Regions from separate parts of the Ovis aries genome. Here region 2 is linked to region 1. A link is a contact called in public Hi-C data. All regions are on one chromosome and are shown on one strand. Each heading gives the region's core, a stretch centred on a gene start, on an enhancer-like site or on the middle of the called end of the contact. The rest is flanking DNA. Distances are from core to core; before and after follow the strand shown.

Region 1 (2,773 bases), core at 230-2,729:
TTACTAGCTCTTATGACCTTAGGCTAGTTGTTTATCTTTTTTCAGTCTTATTTTTGATGTTTGTAAAATGAGGAAGTTAGACTACATTGTCTCTAAGTTTCCTTTCTCTTGTGGGATTTCTTGACAATATGATGATGTGTAGAATAGTAACTATCAATAGGGAGAGATTATTTTCATGAGAAACATGCTACTCATTAATCTACTTTTGATCACCACTGACTCAGTCTAGGTCTACACCCAATACCCAGAGGTGAAAAGCTTTGTGTCTACATCACTAGCACATCCACAGGCACTTAACTTCCTGAGTAAGTGTGACAATCTTAAATGCATAAAGTTCAAGAAGAAAGAAAAAATGAAGTAGAGCATCCATTCTTTCATCCCATAAAATTCTGTAGACTCTTTGTCCTCCATGTGATTATGCTAGTCCAAAGACACTGTGCCATGGGCTCTTCCTGTGGAATGAGAGATACAGTAATGAAATTCAAGTAAGTTGGATTTACAGTTTGGCAACAAATCCCTTTGAGTCTTTAGAACTTATCCACCTCAACTTAGTAACATGTTAAAAGCAGAAAGAAAGCCCTCTTTGTGTGGAAAACTGAAATATGCTCCATCCCAGGACTATAAATATAGTCACTCACTTCCTCCAGCTCCAGTTAAGCCTTGCTGACCTTTCCCAAAGTGTTCTTTCTCGGCTTCCAATTAATGGCAGAGGATCTAACCCACTGCTGTTAACAATACACAGTACAGTTGTCTGGAAAGATGAATAGTGGTAGCTTCATGCAAAGTGAAACAGTTCCTTCAATTCCTTCTTTTTTAAAATTCAGACATAACCTTGTGTAGAAGTTCATGTATTCCTAGTAGTTAAAGTCAGACTTTTTACATACCACAGGGAATCATCTAAAGAACATATCCCCACCCCATACCCACCCCCCGCCCACCCCATACCCACCCCCCGCCCACCCCAGTAAATCAAACCAAAGGGACTCTCCAGGAAGAATATTTCTCTCATCTTTTTCTCTGGACAGAAAGCAGCAGTACAAAACATGAACTGCATGGTGCTTGCTTCCCTTGGGTGGCAGCTGCTAGAATGCAACATTGCCATTTGTATTCAAGGGACCTTTTATTCCCAACTGCTTGAGCCAAGCCACAGGACTTGCAAGAATGCTTGGGATGCTTCCTGTGAACTCAGAACACAAAGGCTCTGTGGTGTGGCTGTGAAATAGGAACCACTAAAGAGAGAAGAGATTAAAAGAACTTTTATTATGCTTGTAAGGCCATTGCTATTCATGTACAGAGTATGTTGTGTGTACAGAAGATAGCTCATGTGATTAAGAGGAGATATATATATGTACATATATATAAAATGTCTTTTTCTGGAGACAATTGAAGTTATTGTTTTCAATGTCTAGCCGAAGAGTGTTGGAATGACTCAGTGGGCACTGAGCCATTATACCTATGATTGACCAAGTTCAACAAGGGAATCATAGAATTAAAGGAGCCTGTGTTTTTCTTATTAATGGTTAAACCATGGCCCCTGATAAGAGCTCTTCAGAGTTTACAAATAGGAAAATGGTCACTCCAGCTAGAAATTATTCCAAAACAGACTCCCTGTTTCACATAATATTGAGCAATTTTGGTATGTCAGGGGCTCTGATAGAAGTTGTTTCCTAGGAAACATTCAAATTGATAAGTTTCCAAGTCATTCTGTCTCTTTTCAAAGGGCTGTGAAAAGGTCACCAGTAATACCACGTGGTACAAAAAGTGAAAGGTGTGGAATATTTTCATTTACATCAAAGTCAGAGAAACCATCACACATTGTAAAGTTCTTTGAGATGACTAATGCCTGAAGTTATAGCTTCTCTTTCATTAACCAAGGCTGTAGTGAAAAGTGAACTTGGGTTTATCGTTCATGGTCCTTAGCTGAAACATCATAGATTTAGGAGTTTAGAAATATAGCTATGATACAAACAAGACCTTGAATTTCACCTGAAGTCAGTGATAGACTCTGTTAGCTACTTTTCCCCTTACCTACATTTCCCAAATTATAGATACATTTAAGAGGAGTTTGGGGTAATGGGGACCCTGAGGATAGATTAATTTTTCTTCAGTGTCATCTAACTGAAAAATAGTGGTCATATGCAAGTAGAATGGTCTTTAGGTGTCAGGTTAGAGTTCTTGGTGAGATTGCTTATGTGGAAAGGAAATGCCTCTTGAACACACCCTCTTTGTGAGGGTGCTTTTAAGCTGTGTGATCTGAATAAGATTTGTACTACAGTGCTCCCCTTCCAGGTCTGGAGACTATCAGCAAAATAAGATTTGCTTGTTTAATTTTATAATAGTTCTAAATAAGAGCAACAACAGCAACAATCTTAATTTAGAGAATCAAAAGTAGACAAGAAATTAGCAAAAAGGATTGAAATTGAGTAATGGCACTGTTATTCAAATTGATCCAGTTTTTACTGATGCAGTATTGAAAAGAGAGTAGCAGAAATGCTGCCTTTGGTAAAGGTTTGGGTTTAGAGGCTAAAACCCAGCTTCCTTTCCAGCTTGACCACATACACAGAGATGGTGCCTCAGGTGTGGATCCCAAGGCTGTTAAAAGGAAACCCGTGATTTATGTTTGCTTTTTTTTCCCCTTCCTGAAGAGCTTTTAAGTGTGATTAATTTGAATGTAACTCAGAAAAATTCCCTTTTCCTTTTGCAGACAGAAAGGTAGAGGAATTCATGATGAGCTGGAAATAATTTCATCAGTCATGAGGTCATTCTCCTGCTT
Region 2 (2,984 bases), core at 146-2,645, 100 kb after region 1:
GCTTCCATAAATCATGCCAGAAACTCAGTATGTATTCAGTAAATATTTGTTGACCACTTTTAAAAACAAATAACAGCCACCACCATTGAAGTCCTAGGTTTTATTACTTCCTTCCATGTTAAACTTTAATCTTTAAGCGAATTACTTGTCTTTAGGAACTTTTTACATCTAAGCCTTTCAGATAGAAGGATCGACATCATTATACCATATTTATGTAGGACTTGCCATCCACTGGTTTCAGTTCTAAAAGCCACAATTAACCTTCAAATGGTGATGGCAGTAAGAAGACAGAGCTCAGACTTAGGTGATCCTAAAGCCCACTCAACCACCTTTCGTAAATCTTTGTCAACCCAGTGCTGAGCACACTGGCTGGCTCTTAGTAGGCCTTCAGTAAATGTTGTAAAATTTAGCCCGTTGAGGTCACTGAAGAATGCTTGCCTAGAACTGTTTGGGAAGTGGTATGTCCTATAAACAGTGACTATGTCTCCTTTCTCATGTTTGCCTATACTTGGGTTCCATACCTTTTAGCAGCTCTCTTGATTTTTCCTCATTGTAACCCAGTGATGAAGAGAGTACCCTTCAGAGGAATTGCAATGCCACGTGACCAAAGCCAAGCCCCACTTCAGTTTCTATTGGGCTTCAAGAAGCGCAGGAATTTGTTCTGGGAAAGGGCAGGTTGGTGGTGGGGAATTGCTCTACTTAAGAATCTTTGGCAATTACTTAGCAGGGTTACAGGAGTTATTTCTCAAGGTGGTTTGACTTACAGAAAAGTTGTCTTAAAAAAAAATGCTGGGTAAAAACACGTTCCACATTGCATTTGTATGAGTTGCCCTGAATGCCATAAACTTATTTTTCCTGAGGCTGTTAGCTCAGAGCCTGAGTAACACACTGGGATTTTATGGGAGCCAAATGCAGGGAGCTCATGGCTGCCTCTGTCTGCATACTGCCTGACCTCCTGCTCAGTCTCACCACATGCTGGTGATCTTCAACCCATTCACCACAGTGGAAACCTTGAAGTAATCATCTTCAGATATTTCTACCCTTTTTGTCGTACCTACTACGCCCATCTTTAAAAAAAAAAAAAAAAAGAACATCCTCTTGAGCTATATCTGTAAATGTCACGGTCTCAAAATGAGGATGTTGCCAGGTTCTCAGGCCCAGGGTTCCTGCTCTTTCCTAGGCTGCCATGCATCTCCTCTGTGCCATGTCCAGAAAGCATCTTCTGGGTCCTAGCAGAGGCTGTGCCTCATGTCGCTGTACACTGATCGGCTCCCCCCATTTCCAATGTTCACTGCAGGAGACTTTCCTCAGTGCAGATCCCTTGATCTCTCTCAGTGGCAGTGAGACCCACAGGAGGAGGGCATTCTGAGGACCAGCAGAATTGCTGCTCCTGGGAGGGTGGGGAGAGAACTTAATTTGAAGTCTTGGATTGACTGTTGGTGTGCTCGGGTGAGGCAACACTGCTAGCTCCTTGCACAACCAAGGAGGCAGTCAGTGGAGGGTGGGGGCACACAGAGAACTCACCCCATTCCTGTCTGCCTGCACAGACTTGTTCACACAGTTCGAATGGCTGTAGATCAGTTCATCCTGAAGGCTACTGTTATTTTTCCCCTGAACCACATGCTTAAACCAACTTCTTCCACATAAACAGCCATTACACATTTAATATCACAACTGAAGGAAGGGGGGATTTTCTCCTACCCACCAGCAGTGTGTGATTCAGTCATCAGTACATAAATGTCAGTCACAACAGTGCCAGATGGTTGGACGGTGAGCTGTTTCTTGTGATGGTTGGACTTTCATTGGAAAAGTACCCAGAGCCTGACTACAGGGAGTTCCTTCCCTGGGGGACCATTGAGATGCTTGCTTTTTAAAACCTTCTTCCTACTTTTCCCATTTTGAATACCTGTCAGGTCTATGTAAATATCACCATCTCTCTCTTCTCTGCCCAGACAGCAGTCACTTTACTTAGCTTTTCCTTCTAAAATATTTTACTTAAAGGGGTTGTCAGTATCACTATGCTTCCCCGGAAACTGGGGATTAAAATTCTCAGCCTTCCAGAACGGGTGAATACTTGCTTTGTCATGAGAAAAATCAATATCTGCCGCCACAGGAAGCAGGGCAGGGAGCAACTGGACAAAGCCCTGCTCTTCAGCTGAGTAGCAGGGTCACTTACATGACCCGAAAGGTTATGCTTTCCTGCTTGTTTTACAAAAAACTAATGAACTGGGCAGAGGAACAGGAGCCCAGATAAGACAAGAAGTGTGTGCCAGGTACTCTCCAGTGGAGAGCACGGCCCTGGGAGCAGCCACTCGGCTGGATGCAGTCCTGCCGACCCAGGGGGAGCCTCCTGAGGAAATGAAGTTCCCACTTCGGGGAAAGGAAGCGCAGTGGACAGTCATCCACAGGCTGTGGAAACCCAGCCTTTCCCCACCCTGCATGACCTGAACAGTTTTTAGACATTCTGGGCAGTTCTCTCTTCCGAGGCTCAGGGAGCTGCAAGGACATTTTGAGCTTGTTCTGTCATTTTTGATTAAAGCAGGGAAACACAGTACCTTCTGGCCTTGCAGAGCCTGAAAAGGTCTAGTATATCCACATTTCAAACCCCACTTAAAAAAAAGTTGAGATACTTTTAAATTTATTTATTTTATTATAAAAAATAAATTTTTATTTATTATTTTATTTCTACTATTTTTTATTTATTATGATTTACATGCATCAGTTCAGTTCAATTCAGTCACTCAGTCATGTCCGACTCTTTGTGACCCCATGAATTGCAGCACACTAGGCTCCTCTGTCTATCACCAACTCCCAGAGTCCACTCAAACTCATGTCCATCAAGTCGGTGATGCCATCAAGCCATCTCATCCTCTGTCATCCCCTTCTCCTTCTGCCCCTAATCCCTCCCAGCATCAAGGTCTTTTCCAATGAGTCAACTCTTCGCATGAGGTGGCCAAAGTATTAAGAGTTTCAGCTTTAGCATC

Evidence for each region. Hi-C and Micro-C count contacts between places; a contact is called where the count stands out from the background.
Region 2: a contact with region 1 is called in a Hi-C map of liver, with 2.9 times the contacts expected there. The contact joins two enhancer-like sites. A contact is called at or near these places in 2 of 16 Hi-C or Micro-C datasets (liver and mixed tissues).

The regions. Positions count from the first base shown.
Region 1 is chr7:42,478,677-42,481,449 of ARS-UI_Ramb_v3.0, forward strand. No RefSeq gene overlaps it. Among named protein-coding and RNA genes, the nearest start is that of FRMD6, 62 kb to the right of the region's middle. Within about 2 kb of position 1,480, at least 3 of the 54 cell types and tissues checked have an H3K27ac peak or open chromatin away from gene starts, as enhancers often do. A contact at or near this core is called in liver, where this site is marked.
Region 2 is chr7:42,580,051-42,583,034 of ARS-UI_Ramb_v3.0, forward strand. The region is part of intron 2 of FRMD6 (FERM domain containing 6); the gene reads left to right. Among named protein-coding and RNA genes, the nearest start is that of FRMD6, 39 kb to the left of the region's middle. Within about 2 kb of position 1,396, at least 9 of the 54 cell types and tissues checked have an H3K27ac peak or open chromatin away from gene starts, as enhancers often do. A contact at or near this core is called in liver, where this site is marked.